Regions from separate parts of the Mus musculus genome. Here region 1 is linked to region 2. Evidence: chromatin contacts called from public promoter capture Hi-C data. All regions are on one chromosome and are shown on one strand. The core of a region is the stretch at or near the end of the contact, and the rest is flanking DNA. Distances in the headings are between cores, read along the strand shown. Region 1 overlaps Mtrr (5-methyltetrahydrofolate-homocysteine methyltransferase reductase). Region 2 holds the start of Zfp87 (zinc finger protein 87).

Region 1 (3,262 bases), core at 112-2,611, 1.0 Mb after region 2:
ATACTTAATAAAAACTTAAGTGTATGGTGGGAGACTTTCTCAAAGCAACTTCAGCAGAATCCCAGTGGTTTAAGAATGCACAGCGACCTGTGTAACAGTAACAGTAACAGTAAATGGTCCATATTTGAAATATCTGCTTACAAATTTTAGAATTTTTGTGAATAATTTGTTTTATTTTTAATTTGTCTGGGCAAACCATTTAAAAGTTCCTTCTAAGCTCGGTCTTAGTAAAGCAGGAAAACAAAGACCGGCACAGTGCTCATCTTAAGTTTTAGATGTGTTAATTTTTCTTAAAGAAATGGAAAATTTCAATTTTGTATGTCCTAATGACTCCCTCTGGCTCCTAACTTGTGTTTTGGCTAGGTACTAACCTCTACGACTCCCATTGTACCACTAAGCCAGAAAGCACCAGCCAAGCTGGCTTAGAAAGAATGCGGGAGACTAGCTTCGTATAATGATTTTGTTTTTGTTTTTGCTTTTTAAACATTTTAGGAGGAAGTCAAAGAAAAAGAACACTAAGAAGTCATGGGAAGAAAAAGCAATCCCTGACTAGTCATTCCCTGCACAGGCCTTGAAAGGCCTGATGGCTTACCAAGAGGACTACATATGTTTTCATGGTGTACACGTGAATGGTAACATCTGGCTCTGCCCCATTACGGATAAAACAAAGGCCGAGCGTGCTGGTGTACACCTTTAATCCCAGCACTCAGGAGGCAGAGGCAGGCGGTTTTCTGAGTTCGAGTCCAGCCTGGTCTACAAAGTGAGTTCCAGGACAGCCAGGGCTACACAGAGAAAACCTGTCTCGAAAAAAACAAAAACAAAAAACAGAACAAAACAAAACAAAGGCAGGAAAGTAGGAAAGGCTACAGGATCCTACAGGCTCCCCGTGCCCCAGGCCTGTCCCTGCATGACAAAGGCCCAACTGTCCTGGAAAGCTGCGCTTCTGAATCCACAGGGCCTGAGATGTCCCTGCATTCACCCAGAGCACGTGCTCTATGCCGTCCGTCCGACTGGATTCGATGAGGGACATCCTTTCCCTCTCAATGTTGACGTTAGGAAAATTCAGCTAAATTACCTCATCACTGAAGAAAATAAACTAGAAAAGATGCTAAATTCTAAGTATAAAAAAGTACAACTGGATAATTAATAGAAGGAAAAAATAACAAGGAAAAAAAAGACTCAGAGTGTGGAAGAGGGACCCAATCTCTAAAAAGATGTTACTATAGTCTGAAAATAAAACCTGCCCCGGGTTCCTGACTTGTACCCACCAGCCCCATTTGGCCATGTCCACACTGTGTCTGCATGGAACTCACTGTGAGACAGGAATAGCCGGCCTTCTTCACTATGCAGAGGCTCACTAAAGTGCAGGAGGCCTGCCTGGGGCCATGGAAGGAAGGGGTGACTCACCCAGCAGTAGGCTGAGCGGAGGCTGGCAGGACGGGAAGGTGAGCAGGAGGTCCAGCAGGCAGACGCTGGCATCTCGGATGAAGCGGTTGTAATCAGCGGCTCCTTGTTTACTGCACAGCTCCTGCAGCCTCCGCTTTTCAGTGGCACTGCTGGTGTGCTCGGCAAGGGCCCGCAAAAAGGCCTGAGGAAAGAGGCTAGTTGTGGGCTACTCTGGGGTTACGGTTGGCCCTGTAAGTTCCAGGCCAGCCACAGTTACAGGGTGAGAGCTTGTCTCAAATAAACAGATAAATAAATAAATAAACAAATAAATAAGAAATCAAACAAACAAATAAATAAAAGACCAAAGAAATGAGAAAGAACAAGCTCAAACAGCAGAAAATACTGCACAGTTTTAAAGTATAAACCATTTAAGATATCAGTTGTACTCTAAAGACTATTTTATACAAATGTTTAAAACACCTGTACAAAGACTATCGCAGTACAGAAACTTCTGCTTTGACATTATTTTTCTCCATAGAAAAAAATCTAGAACAGCTCGTATGTTCATGATCAAGCCAACAAATTATGGTGCACCCGTTAAAAATACCCTCAGTCTTTGCCCCAGAACACACAGACCAGACGTCTTGCTGTGGAAGAGGGATGAGATTCCAGACTTAAACTCTGAGGGTGCAAGCACACAACCGTTACTTCCCATGTCACCTCCGTATAGGCATTCTTATACAGCATGGTTTGCAGAGTAGAAATATATTTTCCTATACTTTGTAAAATGTAAAAAGCTGGTAAAATTAAAACAGAAAGACGTTCTTATCCAAATGAACTCCGTTTGCTTCCCGAGGCCAGCCGTGCGGCAGGCGCCTCCACAGAGCAGTGTGGGAGCTTGTCTTTAATTGCCACAGACTCTCTGCTCAGACAGCGCCAGTCCAGTAAAGCGGTTTAGAAAATGTCTAGTTTACACAATGTTTAGAAACAAAGTCAGCCGCCAGCATTTGAAATACAGTTCCTGGTGTAACACTGCCCTCTAGTGGCTCAGTCTACCTCAACGTTCCCTTCCATTTCCCCAAGGTTTCCCATGCAGCAGTAACCAAGTGGCACTGCACAGATGGGTAGTAATTAATGCAGGAGGTGTGAAGACACATCTGAACACGCTATCGTCCATAGCTCTAAGGGCCAGTATCAGGCTTATCTGAGTGTCCTTAACAGAGCCCTGTCCATCTTCAAGCACAGAGACCTACCTTTTTAGGAACTGCTCGTATTTCAAGACACCAGGTGAGGATGAACTGGAGAGAACGCCCCTCAGGCACATGCGCAGGCAGGGCAGCTCCTTGCAGGTGAGGCAGGAAGAGACCAGAGAGAAGGCACAACAACAAACACATTTTTAGAATGTGCATTCACCACACAGTGCTAGCTGCAGCACTCTGCACTACAATGCTACCAAGTGTGATGACTTATGGCAATGTTCCAGCTGCGACTGGATGAAATAAATATGCCGGGGGTGGGGTGGGCAATTCATAAAAGGAAAAGAATGATAAATCCAAAGTGTACCAAATAAAATAAAACGACCTAAAATTAAATAACAAAATGGCAATAGATAATCATGTTCCATTTAAAGTTAACTTCAGGGGCTGGAGAGATGGCTCAGTTACTGAGCACGCTAGCTGCTCTTCTAGAGGAGCCCAGTTCCCAAGACCCACAAGCCTTTACACTCTAGCTCCAGAGGAATCCAAAGTCCTTTCCTGGCCTCAACACAGCGCTCTCGCTCGCTCGCTCGCTCGCTCTCGCTCTCGCTCTCTCTCTCTCTCTCTCTCTCTCTCTCTCTCTCTCTCTCACACACACACACACACACACACACACACCA
Region 2 (3,098 bases), core at 158-2,657:
TCCACAGAAATATTCATACTGAAGGTGGCTTAAAACCCATGTTCCTTATGAATAATAGGCTTTAATGCCACACAAACACTTGATTTGACTTAAAGTGTTGTGAACTACAAAACTATACAAGAGACAGGCCAAGGAGTCTATTATGGGCAAGGGACCCTAACTGAGCAAAAGCTCTTCAAATTCACCTTTCAATCTTTCTGACGTGGATAAACTGGCAAATGTTCAGGGAGCAACAGGGAACCTGAGTGCCACAGTCGGGGCAGTGATAGAGTAGTTGTTAAGGGAGGTTTAGATGTGCAGTGTCCAGAGATAGAAGAGAAGCTCACAATTGAAGAGCAACGTAAACACTGTTAGGTATTCAAGGTCACTTCTCCTCCCCAGGGACACTCAAGTCCTTTCCCCGAAGTCACTAATAATCTCCAGGCCATCTCTCTGCTCCCATCACCCCCTCATTTGTTTCAGAAAAGGAGTCCAAGCTTCTGACATTACACAATCTCTGACATAAGTGGATACGGTATTTTCTAGTATTTTACTCTACAATGTAGGATCAATAATATCCTGAATAAGCCTTCTCCTTTAGAACATTAGACTGTCTCTACATGTGAGTGTTAAGTGTGAAGATATAGATCACGGAGGTGGCCATGAAATATTCTCATTCAAAACAACACACCAAAAAAAACCTAACAATTTATTCCAAAGAGAATGGTACTAACATCCTATACACCAACCTCCTTAGCAGAACTCTGTCCCTGGAAACGAGGAGCAGCTATTAACTCAAACCAAGAATATTAGGCTGGCCATAAATAGGAGGTGCCAGATCTCCACTCGATCTAGAAGTTCTGAGAAATCTGACCACAGTCAAGTGGCCAAGTGATCACAGCCAACAGACTTCCTAAGGCAAGCAGGAATGTGGGCTCCCATTTACACCTCTGGCGCAAGGAGAGGGCCGGCCCACCCTGCGGGGGGGCAATACTGAACCTTCCACCATTCCACATTTCTGTGCTACAGAGCCAGCTCTCCCACCCCAGAAGCGTATACAGCCGCGTCCTAACAAAGCTTTCACTCACAGCGCCACCCCCATACTGCTCTCCCCACCCAGATTTGCATCCAGGCTCAGTTGGCCCAGCTTAGGTCAGCAGCACAGCATCACCAACTCGGCTTCTCCCTGCCTCTGGTCCACCTCGGCTCCGCTCCCTCCAAGCTGGACCACTCCCCTGCACATTCCCTCAGGCTGCACTGCTCCCTGGACCAACCTCCATGTCAGAGATCCGATCGAGAGCGAGGAGCAGGACACAGCACCGCTAACTTAGGGGAAGACAAACGTCTGCAGACGGGATGCGGAAGTGCGGTTCGCAGAGCGGCTGCTTGTGACGTCACAGAGGGCACGACTACATTTCCCAGAGTTCTGTGTTCTCCCTACTGACAGCGGAGGAGGGTGGAAAGAAAGGAGAGGTGTCAGCACTGGGACAAAAGCCCACAGTCAGGCTGCTTTAAAAGTTCCGGTTGTAAAACGGACGTGCTAGAACATCCGTTGAGGCTTTGATAGGAGGGGTTATTAGTTGTATCTGGTCAAACTGTAGTTTAAAAACTCGTCTACTAATTATAAAATTGGAACCTGCACCAAAAGTTGACAATCATTTAATTGTACTTTAAAATAAGGAAACAAGAGGCTAAAGTGGAGTGAGTGCTATTACTTAGAGATGCTTTTTGACATCAACTTCGGTGTTTAAAATGAAAGGATTACAAATCCAAAGCGTTCTAGGCACTTTACAGAGACCTTGTCTCAAAATACAAAGTACAAAACTAGCAAAGGGGGTAGACTACGTGCCTAGAATGAAGGAAGACTTAATTTAATGCTCAACTTGTACATACTCCATTTTTCCATGTGTGCTGACAAGCCTGTGAGCATACATGCATTAGACTCCACAGCTGGGAAAACAAACAAAAACACTTTCCTGTGAGCACTGGAATCCATACAGTGAAGGAGGTAGGTCAGAGACATAGACGTTAAAAAAAAAAAATCTCTGAACGAGGTTATAAGTACTACCCTCACATTTACATGTGAAGACTTTCCAGAATCCATTGGTGGATCCTTGATCTCTCCATTTGTCCCTTGCTTACACTTTCATTCATTAATCTGCATAAGAACTTTAATTTTATGAGAACTATACCAGAACATCACCCACGTCTCCCTGGTTCACCACAAACAGAGAAGTGTTTAACAGCAGGTGGTCTCTGAGCCTGTGAGTATCTCTTCTGCTTCTCTCCCAAGGAGGGCACAGTTCTTAGCATTGTACGGACTTCTGGTCCATCATCCATTGTAGAATTTCTCTCTGCATTAGGCATGGGGTATCTTGCTCTGTAGACCAGGCTTGCATTGGACTCAAAGATCCCCCTGATTCTGCTTCCCAAGTGCGGGGATTAAAGGCATGTGCTACCACTATCCATGGTATTTTTATCACTGTGGAGAACTCAACTTCTCTTTTCCTACTTAGTTCTCCTTGCAGTGATTAAGCATGTGTTGTAACCTCCGAATTGCTGATACTAGAGAGATACTTTAGTGTTGTGCACAGTTTGTCTCTGCATTTTTTGCTCCCACCCCCCACCCCCCTGGCCAGAAGCTCCCATCTTCCCTCTAGCCCTAGACAAGTATGCTACACAGACAGCTGGTTTCTGTGCTGTGTCCTCCTGCAGCAGCCTGAAACTCCCTCCCCCCACCTCTAGCATTAGAATGGCACTACCCATAAAACTCCCCCTTAATGAGGACATTCTGAGGAGACATCCTCCCTGCCTTTGTGTCTCTAAAAACCAACACTCCTGCTGAGGAACTGCAGAACTCCAGGTGCCTGTCCTTGAGACCTTAGAGAAATAACAAGCTCAAGGGAGACCATGGGGAAAAAAAAGTAAACAGAGGTCAAGCTCTCCTTAAATGCTATTTTCCCACTGGACTTTCTCCTTTCAGATGAATTCACACTTTTGGAAGAATAGAGTCTTTCATGGACGGGGGTCTAGGCTTAGGGCACCTTTCCTGTTGCCTCAATATGGAGAATTAGGGTTCCCCGTTTAGAGCCATTCTTTCAATAATTACCTAGAATTTC

Evidence for each region. Promoter capture Hi-C pulls out the DNA fragments that hold promoters and counts their contacts.
Region 1: a contact with region 2 is called in a promoter capture Hi-C map of embryonic stem cells, with 4 times the contacts expected there. The contact joins the enhancer-like site here to the promoter of Zfp87 in region 2. A contact is called at or near these places in 7 of 39 promoter capture datasets (the 3T3-L1 cell line, the C10 cell line, cranial neural crest and 4 more) and 1 of 115 datasets of contacts at active chromatin or transcription factors (large pre-B cells).

The regions. Positions count from the first base shown.
Region 1 is chr13:68,567,365-68,570,626 of GRCm38.p6, forward strand. It overlaps Mtrr (5-methyltetrahydrofolate-homocysteine methyltransferase reductase), which reads right to left. Exons shown (of 15, transcript NM_172480.3): 8 at 2,640-2,728; 9 at 1,408-1,588. Among named protein-coding and RNA genes, the nearest start is that of Mtrr, 13 kb to the right of the region's middle. Within about 2 kb of position 1,362, at least 26 of the 459 cell types and tissues checked have an H3K27ac peak or open chromatin away from gene starts, as enhancers often do. A contact at or near this core is called in embryonic stem cells, where this site is marked.
Region 2 is chr13:67,524,824-67,527,921 of GRCm38.p6, forward strand. It overlaps Zfp87 (zinc finger protein 87), which reads right to left and starts at 1,408. Exons shown (of 4, transcript NM_133228.3): 1 at 1,254-1,408. The coding sequence starts at 1,259.